Regions from separate parts of the Mus musculus genome. Here all the other regions are linked to region 5. The links are chromatin contacts, called in public promoter capture Hi-C maps. All regions are on one chromosome and are shown on one strand. The core of a region is the stretch at or near the end of the contact, and the rest is flanking DNA. Distances in the headings are between cores, read along the strand shown.

Evidence for each region. Promoter capture Hi-C pulls out the DNA fragments that hold promoters and counts their contacts.
Region 1: a contact with region 5 is called in a promoter capture Hi-C map of liver, with 2.9 times the contacts expected there. The contact joins the enhancer-like site here to the promoter of Akap10 in region 5. A contact is called at or near these places in 3 of 39 promoter capture datasets (liver and pre-B cells).
Region 2: a promoter capture Hi-C map of the HPC-7 cell line shows a contact between it and region 5, with 7 times the contacts expected there. The contact joins the enhancer-like site here to the promoter of Akap10 in region 5. A contact is called at or near these places in 14 of 39 promoter capture datasets (the 3T3-L1 cell line, the C10 cell line, the HPC-7 cell line and 8 more) and 1 of 115 datasets of contacts at active chromatin or transcription factors (astrocytes).
Region 3: a promoter capture Hi-C map of pre-B cells shows a contact between it and region 5, with 2.9 times the contacts expected there. The contact joins the promoter of 2410006H16Rik here to the promoter of Akap10 in region 5. A contact is called at or near these places in 13 of 39 promoter capture datasets (3T3-L1-derived adipocytes, the C10 cell line, the HPC-7 cell line and 8 more), 3 of 484 Hi-C or Micro-C datasets (CD4 T cells, the N1E-115 cell line and pre-B cells) and 9 of 115 datasets of contacts at active chromatin or transcription factors (the SCID.adh cell line, astrocytes, embryonic stem cells and 6 more).
Region 4: a promoter capture Hi-C map of embryonic stem cells shows a contact between it and region 5, with 3 times the contacts expected there. The contact joins the promoter of Zfp287 here to the promoter of Akap10 in region 5. A contact is called at or near these places in 3 of 39 promoter capture datasets (embryonic stem cells and pre-B cells) and 1 of 9 other capture datasets (embryonic stem cells).
Region 6: a contact with region 5 is called in a promoter capture Hi-C map of pre-B cells. The contact joins the promoter of Lrrc75a here to the promoter of Akap10 in region 5. A contact is called at or near these places in 11 of 39 promoter capture datasets (the C10 cell line, the HPC-7 cell line, cranial neural crest and 6 more), 1 of 484 Hi-C or Micro-C datasets (embryonic stem cells), 1 of 115 datasets of contacts at active chromatin or transcription factors (astrocytes) and 1 of 9 other capture datasets (adipose tissue).
Region 7: a contact with region 5 is called in a promoter capture Hi-C map of the HPC-7 cell line, with 7 times the contacts expected there. The contact joins the enhancer-like site here to the promoter of Akap10 in region 5. A contact is called at or near these places in 14 of 39 promoter capture datasets (the 3T3-L1 cell line, 3T3-L1-derived adipocytes, the C10 cell line and 9 more), 3 of 484 Hi-C or Micro-C datasets (the G1E-ER4 cell line and cortical neurons), 1 of 115 datasets of contacts at active chromatin or transcription factors (large pre-B cells) and 1 of 9 other capture datasets (embryonic stem cells).

What each region holds. Positions count from the first base shown.
Region 1 is chr11:60,934,358-60,938,431 of GRCm38.p6, reverse strand. The region is part of intron 1 of Map2k3 (mitogen-activated protein kinase kinase 3); the gene reads right to left. Among named protein-coding and RNA genes, the nearest start is that of Map2k3, 4.3 kb to the right of the region's middle. Within about 2 kb of position 2,606, at least 261 of the 459 cell types and tissues checked have an H3K27ac peak or open chromatin away from gene starts, as enhancers often do. A contact at or near this core is called in liver and pre-B cells, where this site is marked.
Region 2 is chr11:62,623,107-62,626,747 of GRCm38.p6, reverse strand. The region is part of intron 1 of Lrrc75a (leucine rich repeat containing 75A); the gene reads left to right. Among named protein-coding and RNA genes, the nearest start is that of Lrrc75aos1, 9.8 kb to the left of the region's middle. Within about 2 kb of position 1,932, at least 140 of the 459 cell types and tissues checked have an H3K27ac peak or open chromatin away from gene starts, as enhancers often do. A contact at or near this core is called in the HPC-7 cell line and hippocampal neurons, where this site is marked.
Region 3 is chr11:62,600,513-62,604,146 of GRCm38.p6, reverse strand. 2410006H16Rik (RIKEN cDNA 2410006H16 gene) reads right to left here and starts at 1,270. Exons shown (of 5, transcript NR_030738.1): 1 at 1,124-1,270; 2 at 865-912; 3 at 501-550. It overlaps Snord49b (small nucleolar RNA, C/D box 49B), which reads right to left and starts at 1,061; the gene lies at 999-1,061. It overlaps Snord49a (small nucleolar RNA, C/D box 49A), which reads right to left and starts at 687; the gene lies at 626-687.
Region 4 is chr11:62,730,055-62,734,064 of GRCm38.p6, reverse strand. It overlaps Zfp287 (zinc finger protein 287), which reads left to right and starts at 2,169. Exons shown (of 6, transcript NM_133208.3): 1 at 2,169-2,398.
Region 5 is chr11:61,928,177-61,931,669 of GRCm38.p6, reverse strand. Akap10 (A kinase (PRKA) anchor protein 10) reads left to right here and starts at 1,413. Exons shown (of 15, transcript NM_019921.3): 1 at 1,413-1,681. The coding sequence starts at 1,594.
Region 6 is chr11:62,646,080-62,650,012 of GRCm38.p6, reverse strand. Lrrc75a (leucine rich repeat containing 75A) reads left to right here and starts at 1,490. Exons shown (of 4, transcript NM_198861.1): 1 at 1,490-1,868. The coding sequence starts at 1,623. Mmgt2 (membrane magnesium transporter 2) reads right to left here and starts at 1,349. Exons shown (of 2, transcript NM_175002.2): 1 at 1,157-1,349.
Region 7 is chr11:62,674,417-62,677,975 of GRCm38.p6, reverse strand. No RefSeq gene overlaps it. Among named protein-coding and RNA genes, the nearest start is that of Mmgt2, 28 kb to the right of the region's middle. Within about 2 kb of position 2,030, at least 90 of the 459 cell types and tissues checked have an H3K27ac peak or open chromatin away from gene starts, as enhancers often do. A contact at or near this core is called in the G1E-ER4 cell line, the HPC-7 cell line and cortical neurons, where this site is marked.

The sequences.
Region 1 (4,074 bases), core at 1,357-3,856, 990 kb after region 5:
GGGCAGAGCCCCAACCAATTCCAGGACCCAGTACTGGCCTCACAGGTCAACATAAGCAAGAGTTCTTCTCCTTGGGCCAGACCTCACTAAACCTTCATCTTGAGGGCTTTCAAAACGCTCATTTCCCTTCTGCTAAAAATCGTTCCTCTGGTAGCCCACTCCCATGGCAATTCAGAACGTTATCATGTGCCAGGCCAAAGTACTGACCCTTGGACACCCCGCCCCCAGCCCCGACACCACCCATCTACATTTTTACTATGCCCAAACCCTGCTGCTAATATCCAGGAGCCTTTTCAGCCCTGTGTCCAAGGAGCCTGGCCTGTCATTGCACACTTGCTGACTCAAGACAAACACCTGAACTTGGTGGCACCTGCAGTGATGTAGGTGACCAAAACCAAGGCTGTTCACACAGCCACACAGGTTGGAGCAGCAAGAGAAACACCCACCCACATAGACTCTGAACTGTCCTAAACCAGCACCTCATCAAGCCACACACAGAACTTTCCTTCCACTCCACAAAGTCCCACCACAAATGAAACCAAAACCAAGAGAGAAGAGGCACGGTGGTCCTAGACATCAGACTCCAGCTCCTTCCTCTTCTCATCCCAGGGATATCCTGTAGTTGACAGTGTGGAACAGCCTGGGCCTCTGTAGGACAGGGGGATAAACACACTTTGGGCACACCAAAGTTCAATTTTATTTATCTGTATATTTTAAGGCAGTGTCACGTTAGACCTCATTGTATAGTATACAGCTGAGGATGACATTGAATTTTTCATTTTGAGACAGAGTCTCACGATGGCCTCTTCCTGCTAAGTGCAGAGATTAAAGGTATGCGCCACCACAGCTATTGAACCACGACATTGAACTTCTGCTCCTCTTGCCTCCACCAACTGATTGCTAATAAGCTCAACTTGAAAAACTGGCGCTATAACTCAACTGGTAGAATGCTTACCTAGTGTGCATGAGGCCCTGACTTGAATCCTCAGAGATCCTGAGCTTGATCCTCAACAGCACATAAAACCATGGGGTGGGGCACATTTGTAATTAGGTCTCAAAAAGAAAAGGAGAGAGAGGAGGAGGAGGAGGAGGAGGAGGAGGAGGAAAGACAATAGGGAGCAAAGGGGGAGGGAGGAAGTTGGAGGGAAGGGAAAGCAGGAGCAGGCTTCACTATGGGCCCATACATGCAAGGAGGGCCCCGTTGAGCTGATCACAGAGAGCATCCAGAGAAGCAGCCAAGGCAGCCCTGGACTCCAGCTCAGCGGAGGCACTACTACCATAACCCTGCAGGCAGGGCTAAGAAGTAGGGAGGGCTAGAAAGCCACTGACCCTGCCAAGGCCAGGTATCACTAGGCCTGTAGTACGTGCCCCAGTGAGATAGGGCAAGCTGCCATTGTCTCTGCTCTTTACCTGCAATGGGGGAAGAAAAATCTATAGGGGCTGCTGGGCACACAGGCCTGACAGATATGGGCAACATGGACAAACAACCAAGGGGAGGTGTGAGAGAATGCACACCTGAGTCCTGCTGCCCACTCACTCCCTCCCTCACTCCCCAGGCTAGCACCAGGTCTGACATGGATGAAATTCTCCCACCTGAGAAACTAGCCCAGGAGGTTGTACCCTGAGGCCGGCCTTGCACCTCCTGAGCTTCCCTCACCTATGCTTTCAAGGCGGCCACTGGTCAACAAGGCTGAGTGACAGGGACAGATCTACAGAAAGGACAGACTAACTCAGTTCTCTACTCCCCTTCCTGATTGTCTCAGGCAGTTCAGGAGCAATGGTAGCTTACGGCTTAGGAAGCAGAGGAGAAAAAGAGCCGAGAGCTCGGGGTTCTCAACCTGTGGGTCAAGATCCCTTTGGGGATCAAACAACCTTTTCACAAGGGTCGGCTAAGACCATTGGAAACCACAAATATTTACACTACAACTCATAATAGTAGCAAAACTGCAGTTATGAAATAACAATGCAAATGATTGTATGGCAGGGGTCACCACAACATAAGGAACTATAGTAAAGGGTCGTAGCATTAGGAAGGTTGCCCTAGAGCTTGGCAAACTCTGGCTTCCTGACCAAAGAAGCCTCGTGTCACAAACCCTATGAATACATCATCAGAAGCCATGTATTCACCTCCCAATGAGAAGCAGCCAGAGTCCCAACAATTAAATAATGACAGATGCCGTTTGTTTGGGAAACTCTATCTCCCATCTTTACTACCACCCTGCAGGGGAGAGGTACTTCCTCCCACTGCCCAGAAGCGGACTGAGAGTCAAAGAGGATATGCCATTTGCCCTGATGAGGAAGTAAGAGTCAGGTTGGGATCCTAGGCCCATTATAACATAGCTGCAATGCTGCTGGATAATGCCATCTGCATCCATACAGGCAAGGCTCCTGTACTTCCTGGGAAGGGGGGGAGAGGAGCACTCCGGCTTCTTCTCTGAAAGATGTCCCCTACTCACTGGACTAAAACCTAATCAAAGTATCAAGAATGTACTGGATACAATGTGTTCAATGTTACATTGCAAAATGGGCAGAGTAGGGATCTGACCGAGGCAGTTCAAGCTGGCTGTCCCTGCAAGGCCACTGCTCCTGGCTCTTACTAGACCTTGCTCCCTGGGCCAGGGACCGTCAACAACAGCTGCCATCTACTCGTCTGTGGTGAGCAAGAGGAAGCAAGAGTCATTTACCTAACAGAGGAAGTTCCTGGACAGGACAGGAGGATCTGCCCAGAATCCCAGCTCAACTGAAAAGTCCAAAGCAGACCGTCACCTGTGATGTCCAGCCCAGGACCAGGGGCAGCCTACAGGTATGTAACCCCTGCCTGGCATTGCCCCTTTAAGCTATAGGCAGTGACTGGCATGCCTGTGGTGAGTCAGCACCCAGTGTCTGCTGACTCACCCACCGGAAGCCTGGCTGCCTCTCCCCACACAGGCTGACTGGGAACTTTACTGCCTTCAGGCCCTGAGCCACAGGCTGGCTGATAGAGAGTTTCCTGTGCGTCACACCAGGACGGGGGGAAGTCCCCAAGGTGCCACCCTCTAGTCTTTCCAACTCCTGGGACAGGAGGAAAGCTTATAACCATAGCAGACAGGACCAGGACAAGACATTCAGTGCTCCTTAGTCTCACTGGGCTGCCAGAGCCACCAGCCACTGATGAACTCCAATGACAACACCTCCAACAGAGTGTCAAAGGCCATCCCTGACAATATGCACAAGGACAAACAAGACATGCAAACCCAGACCACCCTGACATGTGCCCCTGTACCAGCTGCCCTTGGCCTCAGATGGCAGGCAGTGACCCACTAATGAGCAAGGAGACAGGAGATGTCAACAAAGTTGTGGGACCTACATGCCTTACACATGTGGAGAGAACTTCCTAAGCTTGGGCACAAAGAACTAGGCTGCCAACCGTCCAGTGGGAAGTTCATAGATAAAGTTGCAGTCCCCACCAAAGGTCAGGTGCTACCACTCCCCGCTGTGTTCAAAGTCCTCTGCAAACAGGCTAGCAAGATAGCCCAGCAGGTAAGAGTACTTACTATCAAGTCTAATAATCTAAGGTCCATGCCTGAAACCCACATGGTGGAAGGTTGATCCACAAGACTGAACTGAAAGAACTGATACCCACAAAGTATACTAGTATACTACATGTGGCATGCATATATATATATATATATATATATATATATATATATATATATATATCATGTGTATATTTTTTTTTTTGGTTTTGGCTTTTCAAGACAGGGTTTCTCCGTGTAGCTCTGGCTGTCCTAGAACTCACTCTGTAGACCAGGCTGACCTCAAACTCAGAAATCCGCCTGACTCTGCTGCCTCCCAAGTGCTGGGATTAAAGGCGTGCACCACCACTGCCTGGTTGTGTGTGTAATTTTTAAGTCTCCTGCAAAGGTGAAAAAGAGTTCCTGTCAGGGTCCACATTGGTATGGCCTCGCCAAGGTCTCCACTTTGCACCAGTTGCAGGGTCACACTGAGGGAAGCATCCACTGTAAAGACTGCGTGCATGATAGGTGGTCCTCTGCTTCAGCAGACCTCACGCTCCAGTGAACATGGGGGTGATAG
Region 2 (3,641 bases), core at 683-3,182, 690 kb before region 5:
CTTTGTAAATCACACAGACTCAGGTATTGTGTTATAGCAGCAACAACAACAAAAAGACAGTAACCTGTGTCCCTGTCCCCATGGTGCGAGCTCTCTCTAGTGGAAAGTCTAGGGCTCTGTCCCTTGGGTTGGTAATGTTTTTTTCTTCCAGACACCAGCTGTGGGCATGAATTTCCCTTGAACCCCCAGTACCACCACATAATCTGTGCCCACATAGACCGGGCACTTCATTGGAGGGTTGGGCGCAGTAGTAATAGGCAAAGCTAGCTGTATGTCCAGAGAAGTTTTTCAGGGTTCAGAGCCACAGAATTTCCTGGGACTCCCTACTTCCTTCCTCTTAGTCTCTTCCTCCCGGAATAACACATTTTTCTGTTGCATCAGTTCCTGAATGGTTTGGGTAGCCCTCAGATTTATTGAGGGCTGCAAAGAGGTTTCCCTTGTGGAGATCCTATCTAATGCTAGTTATAGTATTAGAAATTAAAACAAAGGGACTTAAGGGGCCAGAGAGGTGGCTCTGTGGATAAGAGCACTTGTTGCTCTTGCAGAGGACCTAGGTTCTGTTCCCATCATGCACATGGCAGTTCACAACCATCTGTAACTCCAGTTCCTGGGAATGCAGTGCCCTCTTCTGACTTCCCTGGTACCAGGCACACACACAGGGCACGTGCATTGAAGCAAGCACTCATTCACATAAAATAAAAATAAGTAAATGTTGGGGGCAGGGTGTGTTTTGATTTTTGTTTCTGTATCCCTGGCTGTCCTGGACCTCACTCAGTAGACTGGGTGCCAGGATAAAAGGTGTGAGCCACCATGCCTGGCTAAGTAAATCTTTTCTTCCTTTCTTTTTTTAAGGAGGAGGGTCTCTAAAGGGCTTACCTATATTAACTTAAAATTAGTAACAATAGGGAGAAGGCAACATTGTGGAAAGATCTATAATTACAGTAGATAACAAAGGAGAAGGAAGTTCAGAATACAGAGAGACAGGAAGCAGGTGTGATTGCCCAGTGCCTGAGAGGGGAGACATGGGATTGGGGTCATGGTCACAAAGTTTCTTGGTAATGAAAATCTTCTAAAATGTATCATGGTGGTTGTACAAAGCTTCACTTTAGGATTGGCTTTGTTGTTGTTGTTTTGGTTTTGGTTTGTGTGTGTGTGTGTGCTGAGGGTTGAACCCAACGCCTCACAGATGCAGAGTATTAGGGAGGCCAGAGGAGGGCCCTGGATTCCTTGGCTACTCTGCCCTGAGCTATATACCTCAGCCCCAGAGTGTGTCCTATGGATGAATAAATTGTGTGGATTATATCTCAACAAAGCTGGGTGGGGTTGTGTGTGTGTGTGTGTAACTTTAAATTTTTTATAATAAATTTGCATAAGAGAAAAATAGATTTTTATGAAAGTAACTGAATTTTCCAAAGGGAATAAAGACATAAGAAGAGAGGCTGTTTCCCGTTGTGAACGGCTGCTACCCTGCTTTCCCCCAACAGCCGGTTTCCAGGCCTGCTGCAGCTGCCTTCAAGCTGTCACAGCAGGTTGTTTGGGACAGGGATCTATACAGAGCCCAATATGACGCAAGTTATGTCCCTGGAAGAGGCCCTTGAAGAGCCTCATTTTTCCAAAGGGCCTCAGGCTCCTCCCCTGGTCTTTAGACCTTGGAATGTGCTGTTCGGCCTTCCAGAATGGATGTATACTTGCCCTTTGGAAGCCATAGCCTTGGCTCTAAGCCCATCATTGCTTGTCCCATTGCAAAATGTCTCCAAACCTGCTTATCTGAGCTAGTGTCATATGGGGCTCGCCTCCTTGAGATGCCCTGTGTGCCTGTCACCTTTAGGCACTGCAGGAAGCAGTTAGCGGCTTGGGGCTAGCCCAGCTACACCCTCCTAAGGGAGCTCCCATCAGCAGTGACTCAGTGCTGTTTGAGAGACTCACCCAGACTGTCTGATGAGCAGCCATCTGTGCGCATGGTTCCTAGAGATATGCTGTTCTCTAGTGAGGACACAGTGAAGAAGAGGAGAGCCTCCTGAGTGCCTCCCTGTTGCAAGGCAACAGCCCCTCCAAGGCCAGCCACATCTGGATTTGATTTTTCCAGTTCCCTCACACAACACTGGTACCTTCATGCCTACAGTCAGGGGAGCTGGCTTCCCCAGGGCCATGGCAAAAGTTGCAGCCATCTGGGGATACCCTGAGGAGCTAATTAGCTCTCCTCCCTCACATCCAGTTTATGGACTGTGATACAAAAGTCCCCAGTGAACTGACTTAGAGGAAGAGACACAGAAAAGATACCCAGGTACCGTGATATGCCCTTGTAACACAAGTGTGCTTGGACCCAGGCCAGGCCGGAAATTGAACAAGCAGTAAAATAGCAGCCTTTGCCCAGCCCCGGGCTGGTGTTTCCTACTGTAGCCTTTGGACCTTTGGGAGGCCCACCCCAGCTAAAAATTCTTCAGGAAGGTGATACCCTGTGACTCAGTTACCCAACTTCTCCCCTCCTGGAGGGGGCATCTTTCTTCCACCCTTTCCAACTCTGGGATGCCAGTGAGACACCGTAGAGACAGCCATTGTCTGCCATGGGGCTCCTGAGTTGAAGGGTAAAGGAGACAGCTAAGGATAGCCCTGGAGAGATGCAGTCTGCACCCAGTCTGACCTGCCCAGTCTCCAGTGGTCTTTCTTGGTCTTTCTAAGAATATGATGGCCCCACATGGCTTGGCATATGGGGGCTTGTAGACATGGGACCCAGTGTGGCAAGACAGAGGACAAGAAGCCTACCCACCTTCTCGGTGGTTTTCAACTCTTCTTTGGCAGCACTTTGATTTTTTTATTTGTTTGAGACCAAGAGCTGCTCTGCCCCCATCCCGTCCCCAGTAACACCTGCCTACCCCAGGACCTTAGAACACAGTTTAATAACTTGTAGTTGATCTGCCATTTCACAATCAGGAAAAAACACATCCCAAGGAGAGGGTCCCTCACCCACAGACCTACAGTAAGCCAAGGGGATTACAGAGTTCTGAGAGCATCGCCCCCAAGGACAGATGTACTCAGGAGAGGGGCAGAGCCTAGCATTAAGTCAACAGCCAAAGGGGAGCAAGCAGAACAGATGAAAAAGAAAACCCTTAGCTGGCCATGGCCTGTACTCCCAGTGGTTGGGAAGCTAAGTTAGGAGGGTTGCAAGTTCGAGGCCAGCCTGGGCTGCACAGTAAAGGGGAAGGGAAAGGAAAAGAAAGAAGGGAGCCTTGAATGCTAGGCCCCTTTGACCACATGGCCTTCTGATGCCCTTGGAATTGAGGCCTTCCCAGCTTCCAGTCAGGGTGAGGCCTGTCTTCCTCATTCTTAACACACCCTCCTGACCACAGGGCCAACCTGGAGTTCCTATGCCAAGGACCCGATTCCTGTGTTTTCTGAAGTTACTGGCTTTCAGTACATTTTCAGATGGGTCTGTGGGCCAAAGGAGTTGCATGGTGTGGTAGTGAAGAAGTGAGGAGCCAACAGGGTGAGGAGGGGCTTTGAGGGGACCACAGAAGCTTTGTCCCTGTTGCTTAGTTTGGTTTCTCTCACCAACATCTGATGCTAAGGTCACTGTCTCCATTTTACAGAGAGGGCACGGGCTTAGAGCTGTCGGGTAGATTGCCTGAAGGGCTGCATCATGC
Region 3 (3,634 bases), core at 21-2,520, 670 kb before region 5:
TTGTAAGACCACATTAACTGAAAATTTTAAGACCCAAGTTAATGGACTAGAAGGTCTAAGTTCTTAGAAGACCAGGTTTGACTGCCAGCACTAATTGTGGCTCACAACCACCTAAGTCCGGTGCCATTTTTTTCTAGCATCAAGACAGCAAACACACACAAAAATGGCTCTATAGGGGGCTGGAGATGGCTCTGTGGTTAAGAGCACCGACTGCTCTTCGGAAGGTCCGGAGTTCAAATCCCAGCAACCACATGGTGGCTCACAACCATCCGTAATGAGATCTGATGCCCTCTTCTGGTGCATCTGAAAACAGCTACAGCGTACTTAGATATGATAAATCTTAAAAAAAAAATGGCTCTACAGTAAGAGCTGTGCACTGTTGCCTTACTTAACCACCCCCATCAGCTACAACCAGTATTGAGTACAGGCAAAACTGATGCTCATACATGAACACTCTAGCTCAAATCAAAACGGTCTAAAATCCCAAGCTGAAAGCTTACCTCATGGGAGGCCACAGCTGTTGGCAATCTTCCACTCTTAAATCCCCAACCTAGAAGTACAGCAGTTGTTAAAAGTCCAGCCCAAGTTAAACCTAAACCCCAGCCACCGGTGTGGGCTTGACTGCAGTCAGCCAGGAGCAGTTATCGTCAGTTATCGACTCTGACGGCACTTCCTACTTAGTCATCTCATCACAGCAGTCAAGCTTTCTGCTGTCCTCCAACTAGTAGTTCCAGCCACTAAATGGAGACACGTCTTAAATTTATGTATGTGCCCACATGGGCCAGGGTATGTTGGGAGTCCCTGGAGCGAAAGCTACACAGCCTCTTGTCTATGAACCCCACCTGATACTCCAGAAACCCTTACCTCATGGTGGGATGATACTGCTCCTATTCCACGTTGTCAACGTCCCGTCTGAAAGGTTAGAAGAGTAAGAGTCATGAGGGGCAATTAGAACACTTGTGTTCAGCACTGGGTCGCCGAGGCTTAAACGACTGCAGTCAGCTAACTAGGGATGTCGTCAGTTGTCGCATCGGACGGCACTTCCTTTTTTTTCTAGTTTCATCATCATTGCAGCCGACACCCCGCCCACGCGCGGCGCCCCGCGATGCAGACCTCGACTTACCAGGCTCCCCTAGATCTGTGCAGCGCACAAGGCGGAGCTGAGAGGCTGGGCCCGGGCTCAGCATCGCTCCAGACCGTCACCAGCAGGCCACGGCGAAGGGACCAGCTCAACGAGCGAGAAGAGCACGATCCCATGATGGCCGCAGAGAAAGACGGCGCGTGAGCGCCCTCCTCTTAAGGGCTAGGAATAGACCACTCCTCACCCCAGGGAGGTGAGGGCGGCAAAGGCTCACGGGAACTTCCAGCGGCCCGCCTCGCGACCCAGGCCTCCCCCGTTCTGTTGAGCGAGTGGTCTCCCCCGCCCCGGGGGATTCTGGGTAGCGAAGAGCGCGCGAGCTCCAGCGCGCCTGCGTGTTGGGTTAAGCGCGGACTCGACATCCTTTCCGCGGTTTTCCGTCCTCGTTGTCTTCCCTGACTTATTAGTCCTTTGTGAACGTGTGTAGTGTGTGAAATGTGTAGTCAGACCTGACAGTGCAGGCCTGTAATCGTAATCGATTAGGAACCCGACGCAAGAATTCGAGTCCAGCCTGGGCAATTTAATGAGCCCCTGTCTCTATTTTAAATTTAAAAAAAAAAAAAAAAAAGCGGGCCTATATAATCTAACTGGGTGGTGGAGAGCCTGGCTCATCTACGCTAACACACACGAAACCGCGTTCAAAGACAAACGCTGTTACAAAAGTGTAATGATTGGGGCCGTTCTGCACCCCATTATTTTTACAACATATCCACGGAGTCTCTCAAGGCCCTATGCAGACGGCCCTCATCACATTCCTTAGAGAACTGTAGAATCAAGAAGAGCTCTTGATCCATTTCCATTGCCCCCTGCTCTTTCCACTTCTGACTGGAGAGACTTGCATCGGGCATAGGTAATAGAAAACTGCTAATGCTATGCCTTCAGTATATGAGTATGTTTGATTTTCTCAAGGGTTGGGGATGCAGTGTTTCCCTAGCAAACATGAAGTTCTGAGCTCCATCCCCAGCACCTCATAAACTGGACATTGTGACAAACTCCCAAGCTCTGGGTATGTGGAGGCAGCAGAATCAGAAGTTCAAGGTCATCTTCAGCTATGAGGTCAGCCTGGGATATGTGAACCTGAAGACTAGAGTAGGGTTCTTGTGAGTTCAAGACCAGCCTGGCCTACGGAATGAAATCCTGTCTCAAAACACCTCAGTGCAAAATCTGTTGAGCTAGTATATATGATATGCTGGGTTCTACCCAGCAACACACACATAAGTGCTTGCATGCACTTCTTATGCAAATAGGCTGAGGAGGCAACTCATTTTGACAGAACTAGACAGGTGGTCATGAGACTGCAATCTTGGTGGTCTGAGGAATAAACAGAATTTTGATGGAGGGAGGGAAGTCCAGGCCAAAACATTCTTAAAGGGAATAAGATAATTTCCCTTGGAGCCAAATATGCTTGACCATGGCCAGGAACACAAGATTCATGGGTCCCCAAATACCATGTTCTATATTGGAAGTGTCTTGGGTTTTTGTTTGCTTGGTTGGTTGGTTGGTTTTGGTTTGGTGCCGTTTTCGAGACAGGTGCTGTTTTCTGTGTAGCACTGGCGGTCCTGGAACTTGCTCTGTAGACTAGGCTGATCTTGAACCTGGAGATCTGCCTGCCTCTGCCTCTCGAGTGCTGGGATTACAGGCATGTGCCACCACCATTGCCTAACTTGTTACAGAACAAGGAAAGTCATTTGGTGGGGACCTCAATTGGCAAGTTACAGTAAAGATGAGGACTCTGTTGTAGGTTTCAGGTGCTGCCCAATGATGTTTTTAGCTTTTGAATGTGTGGAAATTAGTGGCCTGTCAAGAATAGTAATATAAGGTTTTCATAGTCACAAGGATGTTAACTCGGGGGCAAGGGATATGGATGGCTTCAAAGGGACCAAAAATAGTCCAAAATAATTTAGCTCTGGTTTGAACACTAATTTCAATCTTGAGTCATTTGGCCTTGAATCTTTAACAGAGGTGCAGCTCTCCCTTGCCCTCCCCCTTCTGGGAGTTTCAAGTTGCAGAAACATCTAGCAAACGCCAAGTCAAAGAGCCAAATATGAAGCCCTTCAGGCTTTGTGAATAATTAAGAAAAAGTACTAAGGACTTTTCATCAAACTCCCCTGAAAACAAAAGGAGTACAGGGTTGGGTGGGTCTGGAACTCATGGGCAAAAAAACAAAAAAAGAGCACAAGGCCGAGGATACTGCTCTCAGACCCAAAGAGTTCAGAGGTGGGCTTGCTTGTCTTATGTCAAGAAGGTCCTCTGGCTTTCCTGCAAAGAGTGGTAAAGAGAAGTGGGAAGCTGAAGCCCAGGTGAGTGAGAGCAACGATCCAGAGCTTCCAGAAGGAGACCGTGATCCTAGAGGTGGGACAGTGGCTTCATTTGTCTTGTGGAAGAGGACAGGAGTAGAATGAGGTGTGGCTGGTGAGGGTTTCTGAGCAGACTAGCCCCTGACCCAGGTTGGCTCTTAGAGACACATGCAAGTACGACCAGAGGCAACGTTCCAGT
Region 4 (4,010 bases), core at 920-3,419, 800 kb before region 5:
AGGATAAAATTATATCCAGATCTCTCATCACAAACCAAATTATCAGTTCAAATGGCATCAAAGGCCCTAGCTTAAAATCACAACTGTTGAAACCGCTAAAGGAATATAGAAGAAAAACTTTGGGATACAGGTTTATGCAAGAAATTTCTGAATGGCACAGAAACTAGACTCAGAAATTGACAAACTGATCCTCAACCTTCCTAATGTTGTGAAACTTTATTATAGTTACTCATGTTGTGGTGACCCCACCCCCAACCATAACATTATTTTCATTGCTACTTCATAACTGTAATTTTGCTGCTGTTATGAATCATAATGTAAATATCTGTGTTTTCCAATGGTCTTAGGCAACCTTTTGTGAAAGGGTCATTCAACCTCCAAAGGGTCACAACTCAGGTTGAGAACCACTAGTCTGGACTATATACAGAACTGTGCAGAAATTAAACACCAGGCAGTAAATGGGCCAATGAACTCGATTCTCAATAGAAGACATAAAAATGACCAATAACACTTTTTAATGTGTTTGACTTCCTTAGCCATCAGAAAAACACTACTTTGAGATTCTATCTCACTCCAGTCAGAATAGCTATTGGAAGAAAACAAACGTCAACAAATGCTTTTAAGGTTGCAGAGAAAGAGGCTACCTTATCCATGGTTGGTGAGCATGTAATGTGCTTCAGGCACTATGGAAATCAATGCAGAGGCTTATCAAATAAAAATAAAAATAAAAAATAAGGCAGGTGGATTACTGAGTTCGAGGCCAGCCTGGTTTACAGAGTGAGTTCCAAGACAGCCAGGGCTACACAGAGAAACCCTGTCTCAAAAATAAAAAAATAAATCTTCCATATGACCTGACTATACCACTCCTAGGCACACACCTAAAGGCATCTGCACTTTACTGTGCATGTGCTTGTACATCTGTGTTTGTTGTTACTCCTTTCACAAGCACAAGGAACATGAGTCAGCTTAATGTCCATCAACATTAATTACTGCCCTGATCTTGACTTCTTTTCTCCTACTACTGACTGGTTGGTATTTCACACTTATTTTCAAAGCTGTACATAATAATGTTATTTATTTTTCTTAGAATTTACTTAATTGTGTGTGTGTGTGTGTTGTGTATGCGTATCACAGGAGACTGTGGAAGTCAAAAGTGGCATCAGAGCCGCTGGAACTGGAGTTACAGACTTTGAGTCATCACGTGGGTGCTGGGAACTGAAACCAGAGTCTTTGTATGAATCATAAGCACTCATAACCACTAATCCATTTCTTCATCCTTTTCCTCCTCTCATTATGTAGCCCATGCTAGCCTTGAATGGTTGTGTAGACTAGGCTGGCCTCAAACTTCACAGAGATCCACCTCTCTCCTACTTTTGTGTTTGGTTTTGGTGGCCCAGTGAATCTAACCTGGTTTTTTTGTTTTGTTTTTTTGTTTGTTTGTTTGTTTTGTGAACATAAGCAGGGAAAGAAATCAGTATTTTGAGGAGGGAGGGAGCCCACACAGAAATGCTAAAAAAATTAAAAAACTCAGTGAGTGGAACAGAAAAACAATAGAAACATCACCAATGGACTCAGCCAGGCAGAAGAAAGACTATCAAGGATGGGAGACGAGGTTGACTACTGTACCTAAATTCAAGAAGGACTTTTTAAAATGAGTATTATGATGTCCAAGAAGTTCAGGATGCCATCAAAAAACAAACCAAAGAATCCACAGAACAGAAGGAGCTAAGAGAAATGCTGAAGACAGAGAATTTGTCTGTTAGTTGAATCTGGAGGTCTCAGTGTCGGATTCTAGAGGTGACAATCAGAGCCATTAGGAATTATGCACTACAGTCCATCTAGAAAGAGCACTGTGGGGTTTCCTCCCTACAAGCCACATACTTGATGCCTGTCTATTTCTGCGTTGTAAGAATCCGGCTTTACTCTCCAAATGGTTTCCCAGGTACTGCTATTGCAGCCCTGACATCCAAGTCATCTGCCAGGCCTGTCTCTGCCCAGGTAAACTTTAAAGTTCCGGTCGAAACCTTGTAGCTAACAGGCAAGTCACGGTGATGGGTGGAGGAGGTTGCCATAGAGACAGGTCCAGGGCCTGGGGCTCGGGATGGGAAGGCTCGGGTTCGGCTTCCCATTGGCTCTACGGACGAGCAGCGTTCTCCACTAGCACATGCGCAGTGGCGCCGAGGCGAGGTCGCTGCGAAGCCCGGGAGCTAGGGGTTCCGGCCGGGGCCTCTGGGGACCCGGCTGGAATGAGCGTGTACTGACGGCTCCCGGCTCCTCCCAGGGAGAGAAGCGGTGAAGCTGAGCCCCTGATGCAGCTCTGAGTCGAGCCTGCCACGGAGGCTCCCGCCACGCCGCCGCCATTGTTGCCCGGGCTGCGCCGACGGGGCCCGAGTGACAGGTACTGATGTCCGAGCGCGAATGTCCACGGGGAGGCCGGCCCGGGGCAGGCTGGGAAGGGGAGGCGGCTGGAGGCAAGGCGGGCGCATCTCCTCAGGGCATGCATGACTATGGATGAGCTAGGCTGGGAGTTGGAGCCCCAAACAAGTACGTGTGGGTTCTTCTCCGTGTCAGGATACTTGTGAGGTTGGCTTTGAGAGAGGTGGATAGTGCTTTCGGTTTACACTTGAGGAAGCTCCTGAGACGGCCTCCAATCACAGCCTAACAGGCTTGTCTTCTCTGCTCCGGGAATAGAGCAAACTATGCAAGGCAGATAAATAGATCGCCTTGGCCCCGCCCCTATGAGATTGTTTGGAAACCTCCAGTTTGTCCCAGTAATCACAAATTTGCTCTGTTGCTGAGAACATCCGGAATATTAGTGACTTGGATATTGAAACATTTCTTTCTGCAAGGTGATAAGTTTTCAACAAGTTAGAAATTAACCATTCTGCTCATGGTTCCTTAAATTATTGCTTCTAACACCACCATCAATAAACACACATCGTGTGTGTGTGTGTCTAGGATGAATGTATTCTAAATTCAAGGATAGAGGAAAAGAAGACCAGGGTAAATTCTGTGTGTTTATCCTGCACTCTGAGGAGTCTGCTTCTGTGTGTATGAGGGGTAGCAGAGAACACCAAAAATGCTTGAGCTGATGGGCCATTCTTGTGCTGGATAGTTTTATGTCACCTTGACACAGCTATGGTCATCTTATAGAGGAAATGCCTCTATAAGACTGAGAGCTACTTCCTGCCTCCAGGTTCCTGCCCTGTTTGAGTTCCTGCCCTGACTTCCTTTGATGATGAACAGTGATGTGGAAGCACGAGCTAAATAAACCCTTTCCTCCCCAGATTGATTTTTAGTCAAGGTGTTTCATCACAGCAGTAGTAACCCTAACTGGGACAAAAATTGGAACCAGAAGTAGGGTATTGCTGTCACAGTCCTGGCCATGTTGTTATGGGAAGATCGTAGAAGGACATTAGAACTTTAGGCTAGAAAAGTCGTTGAGTGTTGGAAGCTCAGTGAGCTATTCTGTAGGAGCTAGGAAGAGAAGGATGTTAAGAGCAGGAGAGAAACGCAAACTTGGCCTTTTGTGTGAAGAATCTTTGGTGTCTGGTCATCTGGAACTGAATAGTCAGCTGTGACTAAAAAGAAACCAGTGTCACTGAGGTGAATAAGAAATTGCCCAAGAAGCTATATTTCAGAGGGAGACAAGATTATACCTCATTCTGGCTGCCAAGCTTAGTGAGTAAGAGTCACTCAGATGGTACTGGTTTTGATGGCATAAAAGAGTCACAGCGAGCATCTGAGGCTTAGCACTGTGTGGCAGGGCTGGGATCCCTGAAGAAGTCCCAGAAGAGGTTGTCTTACTAAGATTTCTATTGCTGAGATGAAACACCACAACCAAAAAGTAGTTGTGGAGGAAAGAGTTTATTTGGCTTACACACTTCCATGTTGCTGTTCATGATAAAAGGAAGTCAGGACATGAATTCAAACAGAGCAGCAACCCGGAGTCAGGAGCTGATGCAGAGGCCTTGAGAGGTGCTGCTTACTGGCTTGCTTCTCATGGCTTT
Region 5 (3,493 bases), core at 164-2,663:
TCTGGTGTTCCTCCTGCCCTGATCAGCTAACCAATAGTTAACAAATACAAAACAGTCTCTGCCAAGACTGGAACTCCAGAAGGGAAAGGCAAAGGAATAATGTAAGACACACCACCCATTCTGCCTAAGAACAGAGTAGATACTCTAACTGTGGATCCTTTGCAAGTGTTGTCTGTGCTCCTAATTGCTAAGCCATCGTTCAACGCCTTGTTTTGTTTTTATCTGTTTGAGACACAGTCTCACCTTGGCCTAAAATTCCCTAAGTAAATCAAGCTGACCTGGGACTCAGTGATCCACTGGCTTCTTTCTGCCTTCCAAGTGTGTTAAAGGCTTTCACCACCAGAGCACCTCCCCTGGCTTGCCTTAATATTCTTAGGCAAGGAAAGGTTTTCAAGGGTGGGCAGTGGGTGGGAATAGGGGAGGGGTATGCCCAGAGTGTAATATTCATTTCCAAATCATCTCAGACCTCCACACCATTACCTCACATGGGGCAACCACAGCCCTGCTCTCCTTTTCAGTTCCTGCCCAGCGTGACCTTGAAAGCTGGCCTAGTTTCCTCCATACCAAGAGCAAGTTTAAAGACTGTTACTAACCTGGAGGGTTTAGTATGGTATCTGTGCACGATGTTATAAATAAGTTTAGCTATGATGGTTTTTCATCATTTAGCAAACAGGCTTGGAAACAAAACTAGCAAACTTATTAACCTGCTCTAATAATATGGTTAAGACTCCAGGCTTTACTTAGTTCCTGTTTTAACACACCGAATAATCAGGCAAGTTGCCGCTTCTGCACTTGTTTTTCCTTCTGTCTCAGGTAGACTTTGCTGATCCAACATAAAAATCAGCAACTGTGTGCATCACGAGTTCCTGGTTCGCTTTTGACAGTAGTTGTAGCTATAGTGGCCATCCATCCAGGGCGCTAAAGGTGGGTAAGCTTTAAGAAAGCCAGAAGATTTATAGGAAGGTGGCTTTCGAATAAGAACGGAAGAAATAGCCCTCTGTTGAGGCTCAGGTTGCTGGCTCTTTCTGTTTTGAGCATCTGTAGGGATTTCATCTGAAAATGAGCCTACCACTCTTTTTCTCCTTCCTTCCTGAGGTCACTTTGAGGGAGGGAGCTTCGGGAGCTACATAAGAGCAGCTCCTCGTCCTGCAGGCTCGCCTGCATCCCCCGGGGACCTGGCAGGGTAAAGCTGCCAAGCAGCCTGCGGCATTTAGCAAGATTCCGCGAAAAGGCTGCGCAGCAGTGCTGGCGGGGGCTTCCCGAAGAGGAGGAGGTTCAGCAAAGAGACGCTGTCATCCGAAGCCTCCAGGGGGAAGGGCTCGCGGACTCGAGGACGCCAGGTCACGTGGGCTGAGCGGGCGCGCGCCCCGGCCCCGCGGGAGGAGGTGCGCAGGAGGAGGCGGGGCCGGGGCCTCCCGTGAAGCCCCGCGCGCGGACGGACCGGAACTCTAAGCGGGTGGCTTGTTGATAACATGGCGGCAGCAGCTGCCGGGGCATCCCGAGGTGGCGGCAGCGCCCACACCCGGAAGAAGGGGCTGTTTTCGGACTAGTGCAGCGGCTCCTGCGGCCCCGGAAGTCCCGGCCAGCTGCTGAATGAGGGGAGCCGGGCCCTCCCCGCGACACTCCCCCCGCGCCCTCCGCCCCGACCCGGGCCCCGCCATGTCCTTCTTCCGGCGGAAAGGTAGCCGAGGGGTCGCCGGCGGGGGGTGAGCCGGGTCTCGGGCAGCGGTGGGGCAGCAAACCTGCAAGGGTTTTGTCAGGGCGGCCGCGAGGCTCTCGATGAGCCGCTCGGCCTCGGCGCCGACACCCGCGGTGCAGTGTGCTGCCCGGGACTCCGCAGGGAAGAAGGTGGCCTCCTCAAGCGAGGTCGAGGGGCATTGTCGCTTTGGGCCAAAAGTGTCTGCTTAAACCCATAGAAATTAACACCTGTTGGCTAAAGAAAAGGTTTTCCTGGTGTGTTTGGTTTCTGGAGGTTTGTATGTGTGTGTGATCCACGCGCGCACTGTGGATGAAGATCAAGGAAATCCCTTTACTTATAGGAAGTCTTGACTTTTCCGAATATTGGGGGGGGGGGGTTATACCTAAAACCACGTGCAACTGTTATTTCTTCAACTAGCGCTATTTTCTAGTTTCCTCTTTTGGGGGCGGGGGTGGAGAGCGGAAGGGGGCCCACTGTTATTCCTAAAATAAAATTTCTTACTACTGAAGTTCCGTATTCAGAAGACTACTGCTTTTGATGATTGAGCAACTTTACTAATTATTGAGACCGTTGCTGCTACTATAAACGAACTACTTAGATTTCGGATGTCCAGTTGTAAAAGCTTACTTAGTTTTTAAAGTAGAGGCAAGGTGATTTTGATCCTGGAAAGGGTTATGGTATTTCATTAAATATACATACACAAATTGATCAATCAAATCTCTTTAGGTGGAGGTGGTTGTATCTCTTCATTCTTACTGAGAAGATGTATCAGACAGACTTTTTTTTTTTTAAACATAACACCAAATCAGACTTGTATTCACGTGATAGCTTTTTCATAAACTCTGTAACCCGAAACAGCCGGTTAACCCACTTTTTTTCCAGCTGAGAATCAGATGATTCCTAAAGGCCTCATAGGACTGAGGCTGTCTGTTGATGCTAGGTGAGGGAATGAATGAAACTGGTAAATAATAGGAAGCTTTATCAGTAAAGTGTCTTAATATCTCTGGAGTTGTTAATGTACCTAGGTTGACAGTGTTGTGGTGCTTGTTTTTTAAGGGGGGGAATGCATTCTAAGTATGGGACTAATTCAAGTTGAACAACAGACTTCTGTCTGTTCATTTAACACACACTGTCGAGTGTCCAGTCTGCCAGACACTGTCTTAGGGTGTCATGAAATAGTTATATGGACGTAGTCTCTGTACCTATGAAACTCATTGATGCTGAAGGCAGGCAATAAATAAGGCCAAAAAAAAAAGTGTGTATATACTTACAAATTGAATGATGTGTAATGAAAGACTAATTTATGAAGAAAAACCTATTTTGGTTGGATGTTAGAAGAATTCAGTATGTAACCTTGAAACGTAAAACTAGAGGATCAGTAGTAGAATGTAACTTTAGAGAGGTCAGGAAAGACACTGGAGGTACCAGGAATAAAGAGCTGGTGCCCTTTAGGAAAGGCAAGGTGGCCACTGTGGCTGAGGCATAGAGAAGCAGATAGGCAGACACCACATTATCGAGAGTTTTATTCCAAATGCAGAGAGAATATATTGTAAAGCTTTTGAAGAGAGGTGACCTTACAATAAAGGGTGATCTGATTATTTGCTTAGAAAGTTTATTCTAGAGCCAGATGCTCAGCAGATAAAGACCCTTGCTGTGCAGCCTAACCATCAGAGTTAGAGCCCCAGGACCCACAATGGTGGAGGGAAAGAGTAACTCCCATTAAGTTGTCCTCTGACCTCCACACATGTGCTGTGTGGTACATCCACTCCCACAAAATAAATAAATGTACTTAAG
Region 6 (3,933 bases), core at 241-2,740, 720 kb before region 5:
ATTAGCCAGGGATACATAATGTGATCTACCTTAAAAAAAAAAAAAAAAAAAGGACTGGTGAGCTGGCTCAGTGGGGAGGAGCATTGACTGCTCTTCTGAAGGTCCTGAGTTCAAATCCCGGCAACCACATGGTGGCTCACAACCATCCGTAATGAGATCTGATGCCCTCTTTTGGTGTGTCTGAAGACAGCTACAGTGTACTTACATATAATAAATAAATCTTTAAAAAAGAAAAGAAAAAGTCGTGTGGTCGTACTCACCTAACAATCCTAAATTAGTAAGGTGGAAAATAGGTGGATTTGTGGAGTTCATTGGCCAGGCAAACTAGCCTGCTTGGGGAGTTCCACGCCAGGGAGAAACTTTGTTAAACAAAAAAGCACCAGGGTAAACAGACACAGAAATACACACACACAGTCTTCACCTTCCAACTCTTGACATAAATGTTACTGTGTTACTATCCTAACCTTCCAGAAGGAGCCAGGGATCTGGAAGCCCAAGGCTTTTCTGATACGTATCAGCAGCAGGTGGTGGACTCCAGCCCTCTGGCCTAGAGCAATACTAGCGACCTTAAGAAAGAAAAAATAAATAAATAAATACAAATAAAACTGCTGCCCCTCCTACAGCTAAGAACAGGGCACATGGGCCTCCAAAATACCTTATCCAAGCACCATGGGTTCCCAGGGGGTTGGTAGAAGAAACCCGAGAAGAAGGCAACAAGGAATGTCTAACCAGAAGCCACATTTCCGCTTTGAAGTAGTAGCAGGAAGACTTAAAGGTCTCCTCTCAGCAGTGTCGGAGGGAGAAAAGAATGCAGAGTTCACAAAACTAGAGTATCCAGATCTGTGTCCGTGCACCAACTACCATCACCTACCTGAAAGCCACTGGGGCTCCAAGAAACGAGCATCGGAACCACCCAAGATGCTAGCTAAATGCACATTTCCAGGCCCGGAGAAGAGGCTTGCTCAGTGGGCATTGAGCCAGGCCTGAGATACTACGCTTTAAACCAGCACCTCGGACAATCTGAGATACTGATTCTCTGCAGAGCCCACTCTTGAGAATCTAGACTCTGCGGCGAACAGGACCTCCAAGTTCCGAAGTTTCTCTCCCTCGCTCGGCGCCCCGACCTCCTCCCACCACCGTAATCCCTGGGCCTCACCTAGGCGCGCAGTCAGGAAAGCATCGGGGAACTCACTGACCTTTGCCAGGAAGCCGCGGGCCCCAAGAGGCGCAGCACAGTGTCCGGCAGGGGGCGCTGCACCAGGGACAAAGCAGGGCGGGGGCGCCGGGCACCCCTAGCCCAGAGCCGCGCGGCGGGAAGGAGCGGGCGCCGGAGAGGGAGGGAGACACGCGGCGGCGCGGGGGCGGGGCGGCCGGCGGGGCGGGGCGGGGCCGACGGGCTGGCGGCGAGCGCCGGGACGGGCTGGCGGCGAGCGCCGGGAGAGCGCGCCGGGGCAGCGAGGAGGGAGGAGCGAGGGGAGTGCGGGCCGCAGCCGCCCCCGCCCCCGCCCCGCGCCCGCGCCTCCCGCGCGCAACAGTTCCCCCAAAGTTGCGGCCGGGGAGGCGCGAAGCCGGCGGGGGACGCGGCCTTAGCCCGGCGCGCGCAGCCCCAGGCGGGCGGCGGCATGGGCACTCGGCAGACCAAGGGCAGCCTGGCGGAGAGAGCCAGCCCCGGCGCGGCGCCCGGCCCCCGCCGCGAACGACCCGACTTCTGGGCGTCGCTGCTGCTGCGCGCCGGGGACAAGGCGGGGCGCGCGGGCAGTGGGCTACCCCCCTATCACCGGCGCGTCGGCATGGTCCAGGAGCTGCTGCGGATGGTGCGCCAGGGCCGGCGGGAGGAGGCGGGGACGCTGCTGCAGCACCTGCGCCAGGTGAGCGCGGGGAGGGGGCATGGGGGGCGCGGCGGCTCCCGGAGCGCCCCGCCCCTACGAGGGGGGTGACAGGAGAGCGCCGGGAGGCACCGCCCAGGGTCCCCGTTTCGCGGGGATGGAGCGGTGTGTCAGCAGGTGCCTCTGTGTTTCCTGCTGAATTTGGGGCCTCAGGCTAGGGTGAGGAAGGCTGACCTGTCCAGGTAGGTAAAGGGGACCTGTTGGACCATTGTCCCTGCTCCTCTCCTCCACAAGTCCCCAGGGATAGTTGATGAGAGAGGATACAGAGAGGAATGCCTGGTCTGGGCCAGAGTTTTCTTCCTCTCTGCTCACAACCTATCACCCTCTTGCAAGGGTCCCCAGGGAATGCGCAGTTATCTGTTTAAGCCAGCTTCTGAGGTATGTCCCTAGGACCAGTAAGATTTCAGCCCCTAGATCGTTTGCAACCAATATTGTGTCTTGTGGTTTCATCTCCCCTAACTTTGGCTGGTCCTTGCAGTGAGACCCCGGCAGAAGTCTTGGTCAGAATGAAGCTAGGCTTGGTTTCTTGGCCAGCAGGAACTGTACTGTACTCTCTCAGCCTGGTCCTGATTCACTGACTAAGGGGCATACTACACATCTGACCAATAGTCCCCTTCAATAGTCCCCTCTATTGAAGGGCTGGTGCCTCACCCACCTCTCGTTTTTTTGTTTTCCTTTCTCATTTTCTTCCGGGGAAAGTGGTAGCCTGTACTATAGGGTCTTGCTGAGTGGCAGAGGCAGGAGGGTGCATAGGTGCTCGGTGGAACAGTGATCAGATCGGTTTGGTCTGGCTTTGTGTCACGGACTCGCACAGACGTTATATTTTTGTGCAGACCTTATATTCTTGGAGGACCCCTGTAGATAAACAGTGTGCTGAAAATGGGGGAGGGGAAACCTCAGCTGACCTTTGTGAGGTTTTCCCATTACTGATAGAAGAAGCTGTAGGGACAACTTCCTGGGAGGAGCTTCCAGGATCTAATTGGATCCACATCTCCCTGGATTCTGAACCATGGCTTCCCTCACACCCTATAATGTTTCTCTGGAGTTTGTTCCTAAGGTGTGTGCACTGCAAAAGAAAGAGAAGTAGAGACTTGAGGACTTGGGGAGGTGTAAGCCTTCCACCTTTGCCTCTAGTTTTCCTGACAACAGCCACAGTGATTCTCTAGAGGCTGCTGTACCCTCAGATACCTTCTCTGGGTTGAATCATCAAAGAAAGATAGCATTTTACACCATGTAACTTTAGTGGTGTGTATTTCTCTGTCTTTTGAAAATCAAAAGCCAACCTTGTATGGCCTCCATGGTAATTCTGTCACTTTCACATGCAAAAATGGATTTTCCAGACCGTCATTAGCTGTCTGTGCAATAGGCAGTAAGAGGGTTGTACCAATCACATGCAGCTTCCCCAGCCCTGAAGAACACCAAAGCAAGGAAGAAACTGACAAGCCCTTATTGAGGGGTAGGGGAGAAAATTAAGGCAACATTGGCAAGCACCAGTTAGGAGCCCACTGGAGGGAGCCGAGGGTCTCAGGGAGGAGGCTGATGTTAGGGGTATCCAGTAAAATTACACATCGCATTGTGGGACCTGGCCCTCTCCCTTTAGGGTCTTCCGCTTGTGTGTCTTTGGCTCTCTCTCTGGCACCTCTCCAACCACAGGCCCCGGAGGGCTAAAGGGAAGAGGCAGGGTTAATCAGACTTCCCCCTTTTCTGGGGCTCCCTGGCCCTGTGCCTGATGATGAGGGCTGTGGACCTGGAGAGCTGCCCTGCGTTGCCTGTAATGTGGGGATCAGAGAGCCCTTCCAGGAAACGGTCATTGACCTTAGGCGTGTGGCAGTGGGGCTCAGGGATGTCCCAGTGTCTGTGACAAATGAAAAGGGTGTTTTCTAGGACCCTGAAACCAAGCAGCGGAATGTCTAGCCAGATTTGTGCTGCAGTCTGAGTGGCTCTCCCCCAAGATACTATTTCCATCTTAGTTTCCTCCTGGCAGGAACCCGGGCAGTTTGGCCACCCCCACTCGCATAGTACTTTCTCCTGTATTTGATAACATTTG
Region 7 (3,559 bases), core at 781-3,280, 750 kb before region 5:
TATTCAGCTGTGTAAAAGAAAGCCATTCTGATCCCTGAGCTTTAACGACATCATGCTAAATGAAATGAGTTAGTCACAGAAAGATGAATAAGGTACACCGAGGAGTCAAGTCTCAGAAACAGAAATAAAAGTGACTGCCAGAGGCTAGGGAAGAGCAGGGAATTACGGTTTGAAGGGCGGGGTTTCAGTAGGTAATGTAGTTTAGGTCTGAAGTGTCCCCAAAGGCTCATGTCTTAAAGGCTTGGTATCAGTGTGAAGTGTCCTTAGGAGGTGGTGGAGCCTGTGAAAGGTAGAGCCAAGTGGGAGGAAATTAGGTCACTTGAGATATGTCCTTGAAGAGGATGTTGGGAGGCCACCCATTCCCTCCTTCCTGCCCAGATGCTCTGCCTCACTTCTGTGAAATGCTTTTCTCTAACCATAACAGTTTTGCCATCTTCAGCAGAGTAGCCATGGCTGCTCACAGGGCACCCTCCAGATCAGGCTTGCTACCTTCTCTCAAAAAAAAACAAGGGGAGAGGAGGGTCATCAGACTCCCATCCAAGATTGTCGCCGCTCCCAGCTGCACCTGCTCCCGGCTGTGCCAGTCTTAGGACGTGTTAGTGTACACAGAGAGTGGAGGGTTAACTGAAGGGGAGTCTGAGTATGTAACTGTGGGAGTCATTATCCATGATGGGACAGGATGTTTCTGTAATATGGCTAACCCACACTCCTCTGAGTAACTCTTCACCCTTGGTTCTACACGCCAAATAAACTCACTGATTCACCAAGGCAGACCTGAACAGACACATCTCTTTGATTGGTCATTGGTGCTTTGTCTGGGGTCAAAAACAAAAACAAAAACAAAAACATTTGTTTATGTCTCCCTGGGGGAAGTTCCTGCAACACTTACCGCAGGCCCAGAAGCAGCAGAGAGAGAGCTGAGCACCTCTGAAACTACGTGACCCATAGGTCTTCCCTCCCAAGCTACACAGAACACAGGAAGCGTCTTCAGAGTGAGTCTTTTTTTTTTTTTTTTTTTTTTTTGGTTGGTTGTTTTGTCTTGTTTTTTGTTCCCAGGCAGGGTTTCCCTGTGTAGCCCTGGCTGCCCTGGAACTGACTCTGTAGGCCAGGCTGGCCTGCAGCTCACAGAGATCCACCTGCCTCTGCCTCCTGAGTGCTGGGATTAAAGGTGTGTATCCCCACCACCTGGCTCCAGAGTGAGTCTTGCAGCCACCTTGTCTATGATGTCACAAGCTAGCAAGAACCCATTCTTTGTGAATGCAGTTGTCCCCCTCATCTGAGAGGGCTATCTTCCAAGACCCACAGTGGGTGTTCAAAACAGAAGATAGATAGTAGCAAACCTTATGTACACTCTGCTTTTTCTACACACACTCCGCATACCATTTACTTTAACATACTAGACCCAGGAAGAGATTACCAACAACAGTAAGATAGACTATGGCAAAATTGCCAGCATCCCTAGTGTTGCACTTTGAAGACATTATTGAGTAAAATATAGGCAACTTGAACACCAGCGTGTGAGACCATGGCAGTCATACCGACAACAGGGATGGCTATTAGCACATGTACACAGAGACACTGGACCAATGGGCGGTTCTTGTCCTGAGTGGGATAGAGCGGGACAGAGCCAAATTCATCATAATATCAGAATAAGGCACAATCAGACAATGTTCATGTCTAGAATCTTCCATTTAAGGCTTCGTCCTAAGTGAAGAGAAAAGCCTGCTCTGTGAAGCCAGCCAGCCTCTGAGGGCATTTACAGCTGGTGACATAGCTGGAGGATGGTGACACTCTTCTTGCAGACGCCAAAAGTCATGCAGCTTTCTCTGCAACGTTGATTAGGTAGCTGAAGTGAGCGAGCGAGGGAGGGCATGCTGCCTAGGATTAGGCCTCAGCGCAGAGTGGCATTCCATTTGCTGCTTTCCTCTTTCCCCCCCTGAAAACACTCTTTTCTCTTAGGTGTCCTGCCTGCCGGGTCTGTTCATAATCCTCTTATCCATCCACCAGATGGCAGGAGAGGGATGCTAAACAAATCCTCCGCCCTCCAGGCACTGCACAGTCCACAGGCAGTCACAACACCAAAGCGCCCTAACTTCCTGTTTAACGGTGCTTTCGGACTGTGAGGAGAGAGTGGCTGAAGTGGCTCAGATCCAGTTGGGGGCTCCGATACGGCGGATGCCTCAGGGTTATTTCCTGAGGTACAATTACAGCAACACCAATGTGAAGGGCAAAGGAGAGAGGGATCTTGGGAAGGGAGAAAGCGGGGCTGAGCAGAAGCTCTGGACCGAGCTTTGCAAACCACTGTGGCAGAGGTGACAGTCCCCCTTCACAAGCTTCATGACCCCACCTTGTTGATCTGCCTCCTCAAGACTACTGGGCATGTAGGCATGGTGGTGCACATCTGTGGTCCCAGCACTCACAAGGCAGAAGCAGAAGGATCTGGAGTACAGGGCCATCCTCAGCTACATAGCAAGTTCGAAGCTAGCCTGGGCTACATAAAAGATGATCGTGATGATAATGATACAACTAATAGGTAGGAGAGGCTAGCCCCAACAAGGACGCCTGTGGCATGCTACAAAGGCTCCCCAACCTTTTTACTGGGCCCCCTGGGGACATTTGAAAGCAGACATACCAGAAAACAGCAAGCACACAGACAGAGCTTGAGTTGTGTGAAATGCGGGAAGATGCGGGTGTGGATACGGCACTGTTGTGGTGAATCCTAAGAATGCGTTACCTCTTCTCCCTGGTGTGTGGGGATTTTGCAAAGCATTTTCCCATGTGTGCCAACAGCGTCACCAAGGCCAGGCACGATGAGCAGACTGAACCAAAGTTCCCAGATTCCATTCTCTCAGAAGATGCTGGTGCACAGGTGACTGCCCGCCCCCTCCGCGCCACCCTGAATCACCAGATGCACAATACTTTCCCTTGAGGGCCTGATCTTCTACCCCGCAGGACCTCCCTGAGTTCTGGCAACCTGACTCTTCCCTGTCTGTTATTCTCATGGCCTCTTGCTGTATCCATTACGCTGGTTATTAAGCTTTGCAGATTTGACTCTTTGGGTCTTCCAACATCTGCGCAAACAATTCTTTATATTAAATATTCAGTTTTGAGAGGGGTGGGGGTGGGGCGAGGCACAGCTCCGTAGCTGGTTAAAGCTGGGATGAAATCAGCAGATGCTGGCTCCTGCCTCGAAGCTATTCACTTACTACCGATGAGGGCTTTAGAAAAGATACCGATAAAATTTCCCCCAGTTCCCCTCTGTCCCTGTCAAACTCCCTGCTCCATCATTTACCAGCAGTGTGACCGTAGGAATGTGGTTTGACCCATGCAGTCCTTGAATTTGGGTTGTACCTATATCTCAAGGTTGTTATAAGAATAGAATAGGGCTGTATGTGCCCAGGGCTTCCAACAAGTACAGTATTGTAAGAATGACAGAATTTAATGCCACACAGAATATGTAATGGTCAGGAAAACCACTTATTTTTAAATGGCCAAAGCTTGGGTTAAATGAATGGATCAAACAGTTAAGAGCACTGACTCCTTTCCCAGAGGACCTGGG